4 separate regions of the Sus scrofa genome follow, and regions 1, 2 and 3 are each linked to region 4. The links are chromatin contacts, called in public targeted proximity ligation maps. All regions are on one chromosome and are shown on one strand. The core of a region is the stretch at or near the end of the contact, and the rest is flanking DNA. Distances in the headings are between cores, read along the strand shown.

Region 1 (3,332 bases), core at 577-3,076, 160 kb before region 4:
ACAGCTCTAAAGAGTACTCTAAATGATCAGTTGCTACAGATGAGGGATGGCAGTTCAGAGCCTCTAAGGAATACCAGGTAGTAACAACAGCAATCCAATATCAAGACTTCTTTCCTGGGCACAATCCTTTCATTGATGTTGTAGTTTTTATCTTGTAACATTAACTTATCCTTGGGTTTCTACATTAAATCAATCAATTTCTCTCAAAAAGGCTCAGTTCTTAATCACTTAATCAGTTCTTTAATCAGTTCTTACTTGTCTCCACTTTCTGTTAGATAAATAGATATAAACAGAAATTGGAACCAAATGTTTACATAAACTCAATTTCAAAAATAAGAGGAAAATCTGCCTAAGACATTAAAAACTTCCAATATAAATTGGAAAGTTATACTTCCAGTTATAAATTTAAGACTAGTTTTCTAACATCAGAAAAATCTATGTGCAAAAAAGGGATTAAAAAAGGAAAAAGAGAAATGTAGATAGACGTCATAAAAATAACATCATTAAGAAGACCTGCTCAACCCTTTGCATAACTATAGGACATGGAGTTTCCATCACGGCTCGGTGGTTAACAAATATGACTAGGAACGATGAGGTTGTGGGTTCAATCCCTGTCCTTGCTAAGTGGGTTAAGGATCCGGTGTTGCCGTAAGCTGTGGTGTAGGTCACAGACGTGGCTCAGATCCCAAGTTGCTGTGGCTCTGGCATAGGCTGGAGGCCATAGCTCTGATTAGACCCCTCGCCTGGGAACCTCCTTATGCCACAGGAGCGGCCCTAGAAAAAGGCAAAAAGACCAAAAAAAAAATAATAATAATTATAGAACATGACAGTAAAATGAGATCGGTTTTTGTCCGTACACAAACAATAAGCTCTGAACTCTCACGGTCTGTAAAATTTATTTTCCCTTCCTTTTAGCTGGAAGAAGGGTGGGTAGAAGGGGGAATATTTTAATAACTTTATCACATAATTATGAATATTCTTTGATACTACACCAAAACTTGACAAGTTGTAGTTTCTTTTTCTTTTCCAGCCTTACTGAGCTATATTTAACATACAACATCATATAAGTTTAAGGGGGTATAAGATGATGATATGTGAAATGTAAAATGTGAAATGATTACCACAGTAAGATCAGTTAACATGTCCTTGACCTCACACAGTTACTGTTTTTGTGTGTATGTTGTGAGAACATTTGTATTTTTGCATTTAAGTATGTTCTTTTCCTCAAATACTAATAAGCATCTGCTATGTTCTAGGCATGGCAGATGTTTTTGCCAGATAATAACTTCAAGAGTCTGTCAATAATGCTCTTTTCTCATATCTCCCACCTAGTATTGGGCTGGGTTTACAAAAGCTGCCCAATAATACCTGTGAAAATATTTCTTTCTTCAAGTGAACACGGGTACATATTGGTAGCACTATACCCAATGATGAAGTACGAGATCCTTGTAAAAGGAGTCTACTTCAATAACAACCTGCCTCTGGTGACCAACCTACACCCCATTCTGACTGATGTGTCACACGGGACATACCTGTCCACTGAGGGGGGCAGCGGCAGTTGTAAGTGTTGACCCCATCCACACAAACCCCTCCATTCTGACACTTGTGGTTAGGGCAGTCATCAATATTCCTCTCACAGGTGATGCCTTCGAAACCTAGGACGAGAAGAACAAGAGAAAATGATAAATTATCACACAGATAATGTGATCTGCTCTTCGCCACAGGACGTGGTCGTCAGAACAGACTGACTTCATTATTTCAGTTCAATTGTCAGCAGCTGGTCAACCCAAGACTCACCACAGAAAAAAATCCCCCAACCTTCTGTCTTCTCTTACTTCAAGCACGGACAGTTAAAAATGACTCATTTTGCCAGTGACATGCCTTCATAGTTACCTCACAAGTATTTCAAAGTGTTTTCATGAAATAAAATCCCAGTGAAGATAAATGTCTACACAGGACAGCTATTAAGAGGTTCTTTAAAAAAAGGGAGGAGGGTATTAGATTTTCCCCAGCTCCGTGCTAGATTAATGGGAAGAACAGATGAAAGATTGCCTAATTAAATTTAAATTCCTTTTAATTTTTTTTCCCCTGGAATGACTGCTTGGGAAAATCAGAGGAGAATGGGGGTGGGGGCATAAAAAAATACTGAACATAAAATCTGAATATATGGGTCAAAGTCACCCTCACTGCTTTTAAGCTATTTAATACATGGTAAATTACAAACTCTGAAAACAGCTTCCTCATCTGTAAAACGAGGCTGATTTCACCTGCCCAGCCTGCTTTTCTAGGTTGTTCTAAGTGCCACATCATGAGTAAAATACAGTATAAATATAAAGAGCTATCTGAACATGGGGTGGCATTATTACTAATTAAACTTGTCAACCCTTCAAATTCTTCATCCTTTTCTCCACTTTTATAGCATTGCTTCCTTCCTCTTGATTTTTTCCTTTTACGAAAATGAAACTAGCACACCAAACTTCACCCTAACTGCCCATACTGCTGTGCTCCTCTATAATTTATATATTGGGCTTTTTTCTTTCTCCTTGCTACAAAATCTCATAGCTATTAAAATAAAAGACTACCAGTTTTAAAACAAGACAGAATGTTCACTGAACATTCTCTTATTTGAAATACAGTATGACTAAATATTTGACCTCTATCAAAATGTTCCCTAAGGTTCCTCTCTCTTACTCAAAACACTTGTGAGTCTTACACTATGCACCAGCACAACTGTGTAAAGGAGAGTCCCTGCTTTCGGGGCATTTACAGTCTGGTGAGACATCAATTACACCTCGCTTTATTCACTCCTTACCACAAGCTACTGTGGCATTCTATATCTTCTCTGTTACACTGAACGTGGCTGGTTTCTCTAACTACAGTAGCAGTTATGTAAATGAGTATGAACCAAGTTACTGAAAAAACTACCCAGAGACCAAAGGAAATCACTTTGTGGAAGATGCGGATAAATGAAAACTTGACTGAAGAGAAATTACATTTCTCCAGGTATTTGGTACTCAGTCCATTCAAGTAGATGAATCATTATGTCAGCTTGAGAAAGACTCTGAAAAATGTTATAGACTCAGACTTTTTAAATTATTCATATTACTCATATATCTGTTTAATCATATGAAAGTCTTCCAAATGGACTAATGAGTCAGAAAGTGTCGAACTGTTTAAGCCCACCCACAATTACGATAAATTGAGGGCAAATCTATAGATAGATGTATAGTCCCTGAACAACTGAGGTCTGTGTTCCTAGTCTAGTGCTCCTCAATGGAAACATTCTTCAGGAAAGTTAGAGAGTGGTTTAGATTATGGGATGATGGGATACA
Region 2 (3,223 bases), core at 203-2,702, 130 kb before region 4:
ATTCAAGTAGTTTTCTCAGTGACTTCCTCTCAGTCTCTGCTTCTCTGGCTTTGGGTCTCTGAGAGAACACAGTTCACACAGGAGGCTGTGAGTACAGGGAGTTTCAAGGGGCTTTTCCCTAGAAAATAGTTTCATAAATTAGTCTGAATACTTATCAGCCCCATACAGATAAATCCACGTGTTTTTCTGAAAAAGCCTGCCATTTCTGACATGAAGAGGTCCACTCTTTCATGGTTACTGTTCAAACACACATGAGGAATGAGGTGGAGGGGAGGGAAGGAGGGAAGAGAAGAGAGAATAACAAGGGATTCCTCCTAATGGAACTAGAAAACATTCCAACTGAAAGGCTGCCCATACAGTCCCCCCCTCAATAAAACAGATGAAAACCAGACCCCCCAACTCTCACATGTCACCAGCAGCCTGGATTCGTTTACATGTAGCCACTTTACAGATTTCAACGAAGTTGGGATCTGAATAGCAATTCCAATCTATCTGGCAATGGCTGGAGTTGAGGATCAGTCTCCCTAGTAATACAGGACAGAAAAATTTGTTCTTTCAAGTTTCCTAAGTGAATAACCACTCATCTAGAGAAAAGCTTAAAACACTGTAGCAGCTTGTGTCAGCATCAAGATGACTGAGGTCTGAGCAGGAAATAAACCCCTTTTCCAAATAAAAGCCAGTATTCTCTCTCCTTGTTTTCTCCATCGAATGTTCTGTATCAGCAGGGTGAGCCCAAATGGCACCCAAGGCTTTGCTGCAGCTCTGCCTTAGCTTTTTTTTTACTGAAGATTTGGTCATTAAAAAAATAAAACAACAAAGCAAAACCCCACCACATACAAGAAAGAAAAAAGAGAAGTGTGCTTTACAAAACAGCTATTTCAAAATCATGATTTTTTAAAAACTATACAGAATGTGGAATGGAGAGGAAAAAAATGTCTCATGTGGGTTGCGTCGGCCCTGCAGCTGCTCCTCATTAAAGCTCCTCTTTACTCCCTCTGGGCTGGTTTCCAGGAGAAAATTCTTTAAACAGAACTCTGCTTTCAACCCACTTTCTTCTTGCTCTGGGCCTCTTGGCCCCCCAATCCGCAGTGGCAGCGTGCCCTAACTGAGCTCTAGAAGGGGGAGCTGTCGTTAAGGTAAATGAGGTAAGGGCAGAGGGGGAAAAAAAAAAACAACAAAACCCAGAAACCAAATTAAGCATTGGTCAGTAACAAAGGTCTGCAGTTTGAAAAGGCCCCAAGTCGGTCTGTTCTTTCCTGTGACCATAATGCCAGCTTAGTTTCCTGCCCCCTCCCCCAAGCCCTCCTTAAAGTAGATAAAAATAATTGCTAACAGCCAAAGCTAACTGTAACCAGTTAAAGTTCCTATATAATACTGAATTCCCAAGACTCTGGCTTACACTCCACTCCCCCAGATGCCCCAGAGCCTACAGAATCAAGTCTAAACTCAGGCTGGCATTCAAGAGGCCCAACCCACTAACCTCGTGGGCCCACTTCTCCCACTACCTTGAGTTTGACACCTCATCAAACTGTCAACTTTTTAATTCTGTAACTCTGTGTAAAGGTAACCAACAGGGTTATGCTAATTACTGCCTTTAGATTTAAAAAAACAAAACAAAACAAAAAACAGTACATGAAGACGTCTTGTTAACTTCCTGGCAAAGAGGGGAAGAAGAAAGAGCTCTGTGACGGTGACTTCTTGCCATTCCTCACCTCCCCTCCCCCAAAAAAGAAAGGAAAAAAAGGAAACACTATAGCTTACTCAGCAAGAAGGAAAAACAAAAAGAACTAAAAAAAGTATTCGTGTAGAGAGTTAGGACCCAGTGCTGGGCTGTTTGTGGTAAAACACTTTCTAAGGCTTTGCTGGTTTGATGTAAAGGAAACAAAGATAAATATACAATCAATTTCTCTCTCTCTCTCATTCTCATTCTCTCTCTCTTTCACACACACACACACACAACTTTTTTTTTTTTTTTTTACCACAACTAATAAACAAAGACTACCAATACTGCAGGACAGCCCATTTTTCTACTATGTAAATTCAGCTTCCTGAACAGAACATTTCTGCTTTTCTTGTAGAAGTATTTCAGAAAATGTTAATCTTGGTTCCCACATTAGGCTCAATGCTTCCAAATTAAAAGTTTCCCACAGGAAAAGAATTTCACGGGGAATTGTGAGGCTGGGAATTATCTTCTGAGACTCCACCTCATTTGTTTCCATGTGTTCACGTTTTTCAACACACCCCCCCATCTGAATAAAGCAATAAACACACACTGACTTTAATAAATCCAAACCAAAAAGAAACTACAGTGGTATAAGCTTTAAAGCTATTAATTCACAACATTGCTCATCTTCATCGGAGACTAGGAAATCAGTAACCACTGCAGTGGGAACCATGCTTTATTTACACAAGAATTTGCAAACACCCTTATCTTCCAGTTTATAGTCTGGGCTCATTTATCAGAACTCAAAAGCTGAACTGAGTGCGTAGCCTCTTCAATCATCACTTGAAAGATGGGGCAAGGGCACACAAACAGTGCTGAAGACTTGCGTTGCTGCTAAACAGAAGGTGGTCTTTCCTCTGTCTTCTAGCACACAATCAGTACCATACCATGTTTCACTGCACTGGATGCTAAGAAAACATCTACTTGTGATTAAAACAAGGCAAACATACTCTAAACATATGAGTTTACAAAAAACACCCTTCGCAGTAATAGGCAAAAATGAGTGAGTTAAGCCAGTTGTTCCCGAGCTATGTACTGTACAGTTATTGCAAGGAGTCTGCCAACAACTGTACAGAACGCTTATGAAGCATTCTCTAGACTACTATATCATGTTCTGTCCATGTTTAAATGGACTATAACTGCTTTTACAATTATTAAAATATAAAGGTATTATAAAGGGTTACGGAATTGAGTATATTTTGACATGATGCATTATATTCAAACAAGAGACTGAGAAGTGGCTTCATCTCAAATCATCTCTCCTTTATGCCTTACACTTTTGCTAGGCTCAACCTCTTTCAGCTTCTAGAACATGCTACAGTGTGCCTCCAGATCTTTCTACATGCTGTTCACTCAGCCCAAAACTTTCTCCCACTCTCTTCTCAGAGTTAAGCCCTAAAATTCCTTTAAGCTTCAGCTCATTTTATTTCCTTTGAGAAACAGACTTGATGGCCCCCTGCTGTATATTCCCACAACCCTAACATATATTATTCATTATCC
Region 3 (3,367 bases), core at 838-3,337, 220 kb before region 4:
CTTACTTGCATGTCTTGCTATTTCCCTGGCATTCAAAGTTGTCAAACAGGCACTCGGCTGTGTTGCACAGCTCATCACACTGGTTGTTGATATAGTCCCAGCAGGGAAGTGGGGAGGTGCAGTTGGCCCAGGGGTTCTCCATGGTGAGGGAACAGTCTCCCCCATCCCACTGGCAGGCATGGCTGTTGCAGGCCTCATCGCAGACGCCATCCCGAGCTTTGTCGGCACAATACTGGCTCAGACAGGTGGCAGGAGGGGCGCTGGGGGGTGCTGTGTAGAGTTCACAGTGGCTGCCCCAGAACGGTGGAGAACACTGGCAAGAGTAATACGGAGGCTGGCGCTGAGGGTAGCAGCTACCCCCATGCTGGCAGGGGCTACTGGCACAGCCTGACTCACAGTCCTGGGGGTTGGGGCAGAAGCAGCGGGGTCCCGAGGCTGTGTGCACACACTGTTCCCCTTTCTTGCACTTCACTTGTCCACAGCTGCTCTGGCATCTTGCCCCGGAGAATCCCTGGGGAAATCAGTGGACAAATGAGGATGGCAGGCCAACTCCTGAGGGCATGCCCTGTTTTCCCTCTCAGTCCTTTCTCTGCCGCACGTCTAGGGAGGTAAAGACTATTCATTTGGCTAAGACCTCTCCTTGTAGCCTCCTCGACCAAGTTCTAGGAAGAGACCTTTTCAAGTCAATGCATAGGTCAAGGCTGACAGCTCCATAGGATGAATATAGAATTTTCTCCCTCTAAGAGCTCACCTGTAAAAATGAAGTCCGCAGTTCATGGTAGGATAAAGGTCAGGCAACACCTTGTCTATTATCCTTTCCTAACCATTTAGGTCACTCATATAATGACTTGACAGAGGAAAAAACTCACTTAAGAATATTAGGCATAAAATTTTTTTTCCTATGTCTTTTTTTGTTCTTGAACTTCCTGCTCAGTCCAGGCCAAGATTACTGGACAAGTTTCCTTTTGATCTCTCTCCACACGTTGTCATCTGTTTTAAGGATGTTTTAGCCTCTGGCATTGGCAAAAGTGTTTGCACAAGGTTCAGCTTCCTCCTAGTTGAAGAAGCAGCTCCTGAATAGTCCCTGCCAAGGAATGTGAGCAGAGTGGCATTTCCAACCAACTCTGCCCCATTCTGGGCAGCGAGACTATCCTCCAGCACAAGACTCAGAAGCCAGGACACTAGCCCTGTTTTCAAGGGAACATTCCACTGCCCTTGGTGCTTCTGAAGTTTGAGAATCAGAGATCAGGGAGCTCACCGCTTCTCAGAGTATCTTCACAGTTCTAAGTGGAAAACTGAAACACTGTCTTATAAAGAGACCAACATGGAGAAACACGGCCCCTCTCCCCGAGTTCCTGTCACGGCTCATCGGAAATGAATCTGACTAGTATCCACGAGGACACAGGTTCGATCTCTGGCCTTGCTCAGTGGGTTGTAGATCTAGCCTTGCTGTGGGCTGTGGTGTGGGTCACAGATGTGGCTTGGATCTGGTGTTGCTGTGGCTGTGGCATAGGCCGGTGGCTGTAGCTCTGATTCAACCCCTAGCCTGGGAACCTCCATATGCCAAGGGTGTGGCCTAAAAAGACAAAAAATAAAAAGAAAAGAAACAAGAAATACGCTACCCCACCCTAAGAAAGTTCCCCCCAGAACTCAGAAACACCAGGTTTAATCTCAGCTTTGCCACAGACTATATGGAAGAGAGCATGCTCCTTAAATAGGCAACATGGCACTCACCGGGGGACAACGACAAATGAAACCATCAGGCATGTTGCTGGCCACAGCACAAGTCCCTCCATTCAGGCAGGGCATCTGGGGACACACATCGACGAAAGTTTCACAGTGACGACCTCAGGGCAGAAAATGAAAAGGGATTTTAAAAGGCAGAAGTGGTAACTGCAAGTTACTAAACTGAACACCACTGGGATGTAAGCTAGTCAAAGGATTGGAGAAGGAGCAAGCGTTATAAGAAATCAGTTCTAAGCCTAGGGGAACATGAGAGGATGAAGAAGGCATTCACTGGATCTCAACATGGTTGGCTCATCACTGACTCAGGAAAGTTTGCACATCTGTCTTGGCTACAGTAATGAGCATAAATGGCATATATGCCTGAACTGACTCACAAGACAAGATTGGTACAAAATATGACTCTGATCCCTCCAAAAAAGGGGGAAATTATACCTCAGCTTTTTTCTTTTTTTTAATGTCATTTCAGCTTTCATGAGTCAAAAGAAACATTTAGCAGAAGTGTTCACTGCATTCTGTTAACACTGTCTACTTCATAGGAGAGGCTGCTACAGGCCAATAAAGCTAAGTGGTGATTTGCAGTTTATAGTGAATTTTCATCTGAAATGTCTTTTCAATCATTTTCTAGCCTTTCTGTAACCTGACTGGCAGTGCTTTAAAACACAGCTTAATATTCCCAGAGGTAATCATCCCTAGGCACAGTTCTAAAGCAGAAGGCATCTTGAGCCCACTGTTCCATGACAAATCTAACTGAGAAAATGAACTCATGGGGAGACATGGGGCAATGCTGGGACCTGTTGGCAAAGAGCAGGATTCAGGACCCAACTGGCCATCAGACATTTAGAAGAGCAGTGGCTTTAAAGATGAAATTCAAATAGCAATAATTTTGGCCAACCAGAATTATGAGTTAGGGGTTACAGATGTTTGTCTCTTCAAATCACAGCACCAGACAATAACAAAGAGCAGCCATCCCATGAGCATGGGGCTCAAGGATTGATGGTCCCTTGATATTCATCCCCTCATCCAGCCTCCCACCATAATTGCAATGAATGAGTCAAAGGAATTTGTTTATTCACAAGTGTGGAAAATGTAGAAATACTACTTCCTGGTTGTGGGACCCCAGTTCAAGGTGCTCTCTATTCCTTTCTTTATCTGTTTCCATCTTTCTTTGTAGAGGAAGCCTCAGAGTTAATGAAGGGCACAGGAGCCAGTTCTGCTCCTCTGGCTTCCCAAGCACATTGCGGCCCATGTGAGACCACAGTCAGACTGCCTGTATGCTTTCTGTCCAGCATTGCCTCAAAGGTACAATTACATCATATAATTATATTACGGATTATAACTCTTCGATACTGCACCTAGGCATCTTACATATTCCAAACTCCATCCCATTTTTAATAAGATTCCAAAGTTCTTAAAGGTAACACATCTTTGAAATTGGAAGGAAGGATGTCTGGATATAACAGGCAGAAGGTAGCAGAGTTCAACTTGCCAAATTATTAGTAAATAGACTACTGTAGATGCTTACCTGACTCTCAAAGGATACTCCTACAGCATAAGATTTGGAATGACCCCAGAAGGGCAAGACAGATTTTTGAGTATCTGATGATACTGTCACACTTAGACA
Region 4 (3,518 bases), core at 561-3,060:
ACACGCCCTGTCTCTCCCTCTTGGCACTCATATTGTGAATTTTCCTTGTTCTAAGGAATGTAATTTGTTAAGGCAGGTCACCAGTTGAAAGATGGCATCTAGGGAGCATAGTCACCCCAATCCTGCAGTTTGGATCACACATAATTATTAAACACAACTTGAGGGTTTAACAAGAGGAATGTCCTTGTCACTGAAGAAAGTGGGCAAAATCTAGGCAGGCACTCAGGCCGGGGAAGCTTGCAGCATTCCTCTGAGCCTGGAGGAGTTTCCCATTCTATGGCCGCTTTCCCCTCCCTTCCTTTCTGGAGGGAAGGGAGGAAAGAAGAGGGAGAAAAGAAAAGAGGGAGGGGGGACAGTTTCAAAACAAAGTCACCTGACTACAACCTCATTCCCTTTTTCTTTGATTAGGACACCCTCCAACTCACTGCTGTTGGGGTTGCTAAAACAGAGGCCATGTTTACCACTTGAGGCTCTGGCCTTGTGAGAGAAGATGGTCCATCTTACTCCAGAATTCTTTGCCTCACCTCCTATCCAAGTGCCCATATTCCTCCCTTTAAATTTCATTGATGATCTAGATCTCGGAAATTTTCTGGGTTGAAGAGAAAGAAACTGAACATGATGGGAGGGGTGAGAAGGCTGCAAGGGAAAGGGGTAGGCAGCAGGGCACGTTGCACCTATTTCCCAATGCTTCCACAGTCGGTCCTGGCCGCTTGCAGGATAGAAAAGTGAGAAGCAGAAAGGCCAATGAGTAACTTAGTGGTCTTGGGTACACGGTATGTTCTCTACCCCCCACCCCCCCAACTCCAGCTGCACTAACTGTATTTCCTGTTCTGTTATCTAAAGTGTGAGTCTGGCACTCTCTGAAGACACAAGTGCCCACTTCCAGCCAAACAAAGCAGCCTTTCCTCCAGCCCAAGATGCCCCCCCACCCCCCGCCCCCGCCCAGTTTCTGTTCTCTGCTTCTCCAGCTGGAAAAGCAGGGCCCAGCTCTCACCTCCTCAGATTCGGAGGTGATGAGTAATGATCCACTGTGAGACTCTACAGTTTCAAGGAGTTCCCAACCTGATCAGTATTTAAAATCTAGACCAAATTATTGCACATTTTCCCACACTTTTCATTTCCTTTCCCTATAGTTCTGGCTGCTGAAGAATTAGTATCTCCTTTAATAGCAAAGGTGGCAAACATAAGTAGTAAGGGTAGGCAGAGGCAAAATCATAAAGTAGGTGGAGTATATCGTTGATGCTCTCATCTCCTCCCTTTCTCCTTCTCCCTCTATCGAAGTCAGGAAAAAATCTGAAAATGGTCATTTACACATTAATGTGAATTTAAAGCTCTCTAATTGTCTCTCACAGGGATTTTTATAAATTTTTTTTTTTTTTTGGCCACTCCTAGAAGCAGCCTTTCAGGCAGGTAGCCAGTGTATTTTTCAGGGAACATGGGAGCCTATATCAGGTAGAGAGCTCCTTAGAAACACTTGTATCCCTGGGAGGTTCCTGCTCACAGAGCTGCACTATGAGGGGATTTTGAAATAAATGGTCCACAGCCATTCATTTCGGGGACTTTTCCCCAGCCTCTGCCTCTCTGGTGGCTTTTCTGTCATTACCTACCTTCTTAGGCCAATACCTGGTGACACTCATGGTGACCCAGAAGGCTGGATCACGGGAAGTAGAGAATGGGCTGTGCTGATGATTTATTAAACTCTGTGGCTTCTTGCTCCTCCACAAGACTCCTCATCAGAGGGTGCGGCTTGGGTCATGCTGGGCACTCAGCAGCTTTGTGGTGGGTATCGGTTTGTGCTTCCTCCCCCTTGCTTTCGATTCAATGCTTTCCTGTTGCAGTCTGAGCAGTTCTATTTAACCGCAGCCCCACAGCAGCTACCACTGCATGCAAACTGGATCCAATCAGGGGCAAGTGTAGGGTAACCAGAGGGGAAGAGTTAAGAGGTAAGAAAGGAGAGTGCTAGAAGCCAACTGGAAATGAACAAAAAATTCCAAAGAGAGAACATCATGGTGAATAATAATTGAGAAAACATTCCAGTAATTTAAAAAAATATGTTCCAGCTCACATTCAGTTGTGGTAAAAGTCAATCCTGACCTGAGTTAATCAGTTCAAATACATTTTCATTAGAACATAGCCTTGGATGTATTTTTCAAAGAATTAAGAAATATATCAAATTAGATAAAGTTAATTTGGGTTTTAATCCAAGAATTAATATAAAATTAAGTAGCCAAATTCAGTTCTGATAAGGTTAATGACAATTTCAGGGTAGAATTTAGACTTCATATAATTGAGGTCCTAGAGAGGGTGTTCCAGGCAAGGGCAAGAGCATTTGTGAAGGCCCAGAAGCAGGAGGAAACAGTTTGTATTTAAAACACTGCAAGCCAGCATGAGTGATGCACAGACTGATGGCAGGTAGGCAGGTTACTGATCATGAAGGGCTTAGGAGCTATGCTAAGAAGTTTGGACTCCATAGCCTATGAACGGTGGGAACAACTAAATGATTTTTAAACAAAGGAGGTGAATTGTTCAGAATTACATTTACAAAAAAGTTTCTGATAAGTGGTGGAAAATGACACAAGAAGAGAAAAACCGGGGGCAGGAAACTAGCAAAGTCTTGCACAAATCCAGAGGCGATTGATTGCTTAGGCCAGATGGGGATGAGAGTAAGTGGGTAGATCCAAAGAAGTAGATTTAACTGGACTTGGTTGTTGATTGAATGTGATGAGTGAGCAAAAGAGTAAGCAAGGTTGAATCTTAGGTTTCTGGCTAGAGCATCCGGGCAGATGTTGTAGCATATATTTGGATAAGAAACATTAGAAGAGGAATAGTTTGAAGGAGTGAGTTAATATGGCTTCAGGAACTTCCAAATTGAAATGGTTCTAGAAGGCAGTTGAATATTTAAGTCTGGAGTTCAGGAAAGGTAGAGATTTGGAAATCACTGGAATGTAGATCTCAACTACATTGAAAGGGATATGATTTCTCAGAGAATGTGTAGAGGATAGAGAGGCTGGCATAGGATGGGGTCTTGAGCAACAGCAACACCTAAAACTCTTGTAGAGAAAAAGGAGCTTGCAAAGGATACAGAATATCCATGACTAAAGTAGGAAAACCATACTAGTGTGTGGAAACCAAAGGAAGATGGTGAGTCCATCTAGGAGGTCATTAGAATCAGATGCTGCTCAGAGTCAACTAAGATAGTGACTGATGTATCCACTGGATTTAGTAACATCATCAGGGGGTGGGGGGAATCACTGTCTTTAGTGAAAGCCCCTTCAACACAGTGGGAACCAATGCCAGATTAGGCTGGGTTGAAAAATGAGGGCCAAGTGAAGAATTAGACACAATAGAGTAGAAGTTCTTTGGTGGTTCAGTGGATTAAGGAACTGGCATTGTCACTGCTGTGTATGGGTTCAGTCTCTGGCAAGGGAACTTTCAGGTGAGGTCAAAAAAACAAAAAACAAACCTGAAGGAACAATAGGGTAGACAGCTCATTCAGCAAGGCACACATTCTATTCCCT

Evidence for each region.
Region 1: a contact with region 4 is called in a targeted proximity ligation map of alveolar macrophages. A contact is called at or near these places in 1 of 47 Hi-C or Micro-C datasets (liver) and 2 of 2 datasets of targeted methods (alveolar macrophages and skeletal muscle).
Region 2: a targeted proximity ligation map of alveolar macrophages shows a contact between it and region 4. A contact is called at or near these places in 2 of 2 datasets of targeted methods (alveolar macrophages and skeletal muscle).
Region 3: a contact with region 4 is called in a targeted proximity ligation map of alveolar macrophages. A contact is called at or near these places in 2 of 2 datasets of targeted methods (alveolar macrophages and skeletal muscle).

The regions. Positions count from the first base shown.
Region 1 is chr4:101,067,300-101,070,631 of Sscrofa11.1, reverse strand. NOTCH2 (neurogenic locus notch homolog protein 2) reads right to left here. Exons shown (of 34, transcript XM_021090691.1): 5 at 1,533-1,655. Among named protein-coding and RNA genes, the nearest start is that of NOTCH2, 120 kb to the right of the region's middle.
Region 2 is chr4:101,041,325-101,044,547 of Sscrofa11.1, reverse strand. The region is part of intron 2 of NOTCH2 (neurogenic locus notch homolog protein 2); the gene reads right to left. Among named protein-coding and RNA genes, the nearest start is that of NOTCH2, 91 kb to the right of the region's middle.
Region 3 is chr4:101,132,746-101,136,112 of Sscrofa11.1, reverse strand. It overlaps NOTCH2 (neurogenic locus notch homolog protein 2), which reads right to left. Exons shown (of 34, transcript XM_021090691.1): 24 at 1,735-1,847; 25 at 6-511. Among named protein-coding and RNA genes, the nearest start is that of ADAM30, 180 kb to the left of the region's middle.
Region 4 is chr4:100,908,768-100,912,285 of Sscrofa11.1, reverse strand. All of the region lies in intron 2 of LOC110260433 (a long non-coding RNA gene), which reads left to right. Among named protein-coding and RNA genes, the nearest start is that of NOTCH2, 41 kb to the left of the region's middle.